Regions from separate parts of the Mus musculus genome. Here region 2 is linked to region 1. A link is a contact called in public HiCAR-type data. All regions are on one chromosome and are shown on one strand. The core of a region is the stretch at or near the end of the contact, and the rest is flanking DNA. Distances in the headings are between cores, read along the strand shown. Region 1 holds the start of Tcte2 (t-complex-associated testis expressed 2). Region 2 holds the start of Dll1 (delta like canonical Notch ligand 1).

The links. HiCAR-type assays count read pairs that join an accessible place to other places.
Region 2: a HiCAR-type map of astrocytes shows a contact between it and region 1, with 4 times the contacts expected there. The contact joins the promoter of Dll1 here to the promoter of Tcte2 in region 1. A contact is called at or near these places in 2 of 115 datasets of contacts at active chromatin or transcription factors (astrocytes and pancreatic cancer cells).

Annotation. Positions count from the first base shown.
Region 1 is chr17:13,759,963-13,762,972 of GRCm38.p6, forward strand. Tcte2 (t-complex-associated testis expressed 2) reads right to left here and starts at 1,441. Exons shown (of 3, transcript NM_022311.3): 1 at 1,324-1,441. It overlaps Afdn (afadin, adherens junction formation factor), which reads left to right and starts at 579. Exons shown (of 33, transcript NM_010806.1): 1 at 579-816. The coding sequence starts at 712.
Region 2 is chr17:15,374,382-15,377,391 of GRCm38.p6, forward strand. Dll1 (delta like canonical Notch ligand 1) reads right to left here and starts at 1,442. Exons shown (of 11, transcript NM_007865.3): 1 at 806-1,442; 2 at 285-578. The coding sequence starts at 859.

The DNA of each region.
Region 1 (3,010 bases), core at 191-2,690:
CATGCGCTCCGCGGAGACACAAAGGGCGCCGCCGCTCCCTGGCCGGGGTTGAGGAATGCGGGGGATCCAAAAGGCACCCTGAGCCGGAGGAGGGCTCGGAAAACATTTGCACTGACGCTCACACACAACCATAATAATTTATCTTTCCTCCGGAGAAAGGTCAGCTGGGATTTGACCCCAGCAGCCAGCGCAGCCCAGGCGTCAGGGCCGCGGCGGGATGGCCGGCCAGTTCCGCCGGCCGCGCAGCCCACGCCCACCTGTCCATCCCGCTCTGCAGCTCCGGGTCGCCCCGCCCGTCAGGGCGCCGCCCCTCTGCTCGCCAGCTCGTCCGCCACCCCTGAGCCTGCCCAGGGCGGACCGAGCGCGGCCGCAGGACCGAGCGGCTCCGGTGAGGACTCACGCCTCCGGCACAGAGCGAGTGCGGCCCGCTGACACCCGACGCGCCCCTGCACGCACGCACGCGCGCGCGACCACGCGGCAGCACCTAGCGGCGCGGCGCGCGCTCGCGGGGACGCGCACGGCGGGCGGGCGCGCACGGCGGCGGGAGGGCGGGGGGCGGCGCTCGGCGCACCGGCCGCGGCTGAGGCGGGCTGAAGCGGCGCGGGCCGGACGCGGGCCGAGCCCGGCGGAGGACGCGCGGCGGCGGCGGCGGCGGTGAGGCGGCCTGCGGTGTTCCGGCCCGGCTGGCCCTGGGGAGGAGCGGCCGCGATCATGTCGGCGGGCGGCCGCGACGAAGAGCGGCGGAAGCTGGCCGACATCATTCACCACTGGAACGCCAACCGGCTGGACCTGTTCGAGATCAGCCAGCCGACCGAGGTGAGCGCCGCCGCCGCCGCCGGGGTGCGAGGGGAGGGGGCCCGCGCGCGGGCCGGCGACGCGGAGGCCGCGGGAGGCAGAGCGCGGTGGGGTCCCGCGGCCGCCCCTCCCCCGCTGGCCTGCCCGCCCGCCCGTCCGCCCGCGGACCCGCCCTCGCCCGCGGCCCTGTCCCCTCGGCCTCCGCCCACCGTACTGGCCAGCGGGGTCCCTAGGGGCGCTCGTCCTTGTCGCCTCCTGCGGTGCCCCGCCGCCCGGGCGGGGTCCAGGGCGGCTTGGTGGCCGGCGCAGAGGGCGGGCCGGCCACCTGCGCGCGGAGACACACCTGGACGTGCACTTGTGTCCCCGGGACTCCGCCTGGCCACCCACGTGGGTCCTCAGACCCCACCTGTGTCACCCGCATCCTTTCCAGGCGCGCACTTGTGTCCTCAGGCCCCGCTTGCGCCCACAGGACTGCACCTGGCCGCCCACCTGTGCGGCACGACCCACCTGTGCCCTCCCGGCCCTTACCTGCCAGCGCACCGGTCCCCGTCGCGGCCCACGCAGGCCGCGGGCCTTCCCCTGCGGGATGCGCTCCTCGCCGCCGGTTTCTTTGATGGCGTCTTCGAACCGTCGGGACGCGGATCTCGGCCCCTCCGAGGCCACGTGACCGGCCGATGCCCGCGGCGGTGTGAGCCCCGTGCGCCCCACGGCGCGCGTGCGTTCTAGCCCGGCGGGGTCCGGTGGCGCGCAGCGGGCAGACAGATAAACCCCTGCTCCAGCCCCGTGCGCTGGCGGTACGCAGCGGGGCTGCGGGAAGCGTTCTGGACGATCTTGGGGGTGGGGTGAGGGCCGGTATCCAGCCAGCCGGTTGGTACCGGGGAGACTGTCGGAGGAGTTCCGTGGCCGGCGGGAAGCCTCGGGGAAGCCTCCGTTAGACAGCGGGCCAAAGGGCGTTTGGTTAAGTTGTGGCTGGGCAGACCTGTTCCACGCGACCCCACACTATACCCAGGACTTGTGCCGGATTTGGAAATAGCTCTGGCTTTGAAACCTAAGAGGTGCTTGCTGAAACACAGCAGCCAGCGCTTAGCCGCGAACACAGATTTGGTAGATCTGAGCAGTCTTCTCAGATTGACTTAATTTTGCCGGTGGAGGAAGGCAGGTTTTCCTCTCCTTCCCTCTCACCTTCTTGTGAGCACACTTGACCTAGTTAGAGCCCTTTCTCTCGATCCCTATTTGACAAGCTAAGGTAAATTATTAGGTTCAGGTGGCCAATTTGAACACCGGTGGATGTTAAGTTACTCCTGATTCATAATTCATCTTCTGTAACGATTTTACGAGTTGTATTTTAGTAAGCAAATTTACTGTGTAGTTAGTGTTCGTTCATAGCCTTACAAGCGACTCTTTAGAAAGGAGCCCTGAATCAATATAGTTTCAGTATTATTTTGTCTTTCAGAATAATTAGCTTGATTTTTTTTTTTTTAAATGGCAGGATAAACTTTGCAAGTAAAATATTGCTAGTCAAGTGAATTCCCTTGTTCCTCCCCCTCCCCCAGAGTTCTTATCTGATTAAGAAAAGATGTGTTTTCTGTTGAGAAGTAACAGCTTAGTGTTTTAGTCTTAAATTGAGGAGTTAGCTTTAAAACATTTTAAATTAAATATTTTAGATTTAACTGGATTCTATTCTATAAGCATTCACTTGAAACTTTATCATTTTGGAGAGATGAACAGTAAAGTTGCATGTTTTGTGGAATGTTCCCCCCCCCCCCCCCCAGTTTTCTGCAGGTAAAGAGTTGTGTAGACAATGAAAAAAATTACAGGACTTAAATGAAATTATCTTTTTCATTACCCTCTCTTACATCTGAACATTTCTATTTTTAGAAACAACTTGTAATTGAAAGCCTTTCATAATGAAATTAATTTGTTTTCAAAATGTAATGGCTAGCTCACATTTTCTATTTTGTTGTTTTAGAGAATCTTTGAGTACTATTAAAATTATTCTGTTCAATTTGAAGCTGTTTTTTATTAGCACACTATATCATATAAGTAAGCTGAGTTCTATGAGTAGTGTAAGACCAGTGGCTGCAGCCTGTTGTGTCTGAGCTGCATCTGCAAACAGTTTTACCATCCTGTTTGCTTCTTATTCCATTTGGCTGTTACAATTAAGCAGGTTTCTACAAGAGGATAGGAAGTACACCAACCCCTGTAGATGTTCAGT
Region 2 (3,010 bases), core at 192-2,691, 1.6 Mb after region 1:
GGACAAGAACTCTCCCAACTTTGGGGGTAGGGGAGGGAAGCATTCGACCTTTCAGGTAAGTAGGAGGTGTGTGAGAAATGCCCAGGGCTTGCAAAAGCCTCTGGGGTTCCACACCCCCTCCTCAACTGCCAGTCAGTTCCCAGTAAGAAGTCAAGACCTCAGGCGTGTCTTTGTGGGATTCCCCAACCCTTATCAGTGGCCCTTGCCTTCTTCCCACTGCCAACCACCAACCAGCCACCCCTACCCCTCCAGACCCAGCCGAGTGCGCGCAGGTGCCCACTCACTGGCCAGGTGAAGCCGAAGGGGAATCGGATGGGGTTGCTGAAGGCGGGGTCGATGCCTGCGCCATCAGGCAGGCTGAAGGAGTCGACACCCAGCACTGGCGTGACAGCACTGCCGTAGGTGCAGGGTGGCTCCGGTGACACGCTGGCCTGGTAGTGCTTGAGGCATACGCGAAAGAAGGTCCTGCAGGCGCAAGGCGGGCCAGAGCCCCCGCGGCAGCAGTTGCGGTTCCCCAGCAGCCCCTTCTTGTTGACGAACTCCTGCAGCTTCAGCTCAAATACGCCGGAGCTCCAGACCTGCGCGGGGAAGGGGCGTGAGGTCGCGCCGGCGGCGGAGGGACCCGGGGGCGCGCGGGCCCTTGCTAGGACGCAGAGGCCGAGCGCACCTCAGCGCCCATCCGGAGCTGCCCGCTGCCGGGCAGCTCTCGGGGTCGTCGCTGCCGGAGTCACTTGGGGATGGACAGCTGATCGGCTGGTCCGACTCCCCTCCCTCCACCGCGCAGCAGCCCCGCCCGGCCCCCTACCTGGCACAGCAGGGCAGAGACCACGGCAAGGGCTAGCGCGCTCCGACGGCCCATGGTACCGCTGGACGCCCTTGCTCTCCTAGAGTATCCTCTTTTCTTTCTTCTTCAAAGACCCAGGGATGCCAGGAAAGTCTATATGACCCGAGGAGTACTGGCGGAAAGGCGTCTCTCGGCTCCAGGTGTGCTATCAGGGCCAGGTCGCTTCAGGAGGGTGCGGTGCCTTCAGCTAGGTCCCCGGCAAGAGCTCTACGAGGCACTGAGAAAGGACAACTTTCGGTTTCCTCTTCGTCTGGCTTTCAGTCCACGGAGAGGTGAGTGTCTCCTGCTTTCTGGTTTTGTCTTAAGCTTCTTCGCGGAGGGAAAGAGGAGAAAGGAGATAAGACACAGAGGGAAGAGAGCCCAGATGTTCAGCTTAATTCCCAAGAGAGCTTGCAGTGGCTTCCTTCGCAGGCCTATTAGGAAGCGGCGGTCTGGAAATCCCACCGGTGAGGCGATAATCCGGGGCCCCGAGGGGCGCGGTGGGAACGGTGGTGGCAAGGACTGCGGCGCGCGCCCTGGTTTCCCGGCCCGGCGTCACTCGGCAGCCGCTGCCGCTCCCAGAGTGTTCTAGACCGGTATCTCTTGCACTATCGCCAAGCCTCGCGTCTTCCTCAAGAATTCAGCCAATGCCATGCGAGAACACACACCGAGGACCGGAGGCCGAAGCGTGGGAGGCTCCGTGCCGCACCGGTGCTCTCCCGTGACCTGCCCTGGTCAGACAGGGTAACCGCGGGTGCACGCCGGAGGATCTGGCCCGGGCTGGCGCCTGCCACCCTTAAATCCTGCCGGCCGCTCGCATAACTAATGAGATGCAAATGAGCAGCCCCCCAATCTGGCGAGAGCTGTCACAAAGGAGCCACTTTTCCAAACCCTCCTCTCAATGGATCGCCAAATGGTCAGTGAGCTGTAAAATGTGCAACCCTCCTCCCCGCCCCCCACCTCCCCGCCCCCTAGTCCTCTCTGCCTCCGCCCTCGCCCCTTCGCCTCCCTCCCCCAGCGCAAAACCCGCTCATTTACATTCCTGCAAAACGTTCCCGGAGACGAACCGCTCTGCTCCCGGAGCTGGAGCTGAGGCCGCGTCGCCCACCGCCCCACCGCCACAGGCCCGAAGACCCTAGGCACGCTGGGCGGCCTGAGCCTCCCACTCGCGGTCACCGCTAGACTCGCTCGCAGGACGCGGCCTCCGGACCTTGGCGTTTCCAACACTAGCCGCCTAGGCTCTCCTCGTTTGTTCAGTCCTAGGGACTGAGGAACCGGGGAGAGGTTAGAGGCCCGCGTCCCTGCTGCTGCCCCTCCTCCCTGGCAGCCTCTTTCTAAGGAGGAGTCTCCCGGAGGGGGCGGGGGCGGGGTGCCCGGTAGGAAAGGGACCCTTGAAGAGGTGGGCAAAGGGTGGCAAGAGCACCCCGGCAGTTTGGGAAGTTTGGGGAGGTTAGGCACGCTTATACCTCTGGTGAAGCCTGGCGATTGAGCCTCGGAGAGTGCCGATGGGCTAGCGATCCGGGCCGGACACCCCCAGACACCGCAGTGTCCCGGAGCGCTGCTGTCTCCGTGTTGTCCACGATCACTGGAAATGGGGAATTGGGGTCCGGATAGTGTATTCCCTGAGCCAGCAGAGCCAAAAGCTAAGCTTACCCCTTTCCCGGTGTACACACCCTCTCCCGGGAGATTTTCAACCAACACCACCTTCACTGGTGTCCGGTCCCACTCTCCTGGGTATTCCCCTCAGGCCTCCCTCTGCTTGGTAAAAAGTGAGTTTGGTGTGTGTCGTTCGCGTGGCTGTCATTAAGGCAGTCTGTTATTGTGCGAGGCTGAATCAGTGGCTCTTTGTGCGCTCAGCTGTATGGTAATGCAGACAGCACCTGCTCTCTGCACAATGCGGAGAGAAAGAGCTCCCCTCCGCGCACGCCGCGGCCTCTGCGACAATGTCCGGCACATGTTTGAAAGACTCCCCCCACCTCACCCCCCAACACATAACCTTTACACAACCGTCACCTTATTAGGTTTTTACACATCCATCAGACACTAGAACTTTTGTTTTCTTTTTTTTCTTTTTTTTTTTTTAAGGGAAATGAGTTTATTGGGAGGGCCCAGGACACACGTATCACAATGAATTACCTAAACGGCTCCCCTGGTTACAAGCTCCAGAGAAAAGTAAATGGAGATATA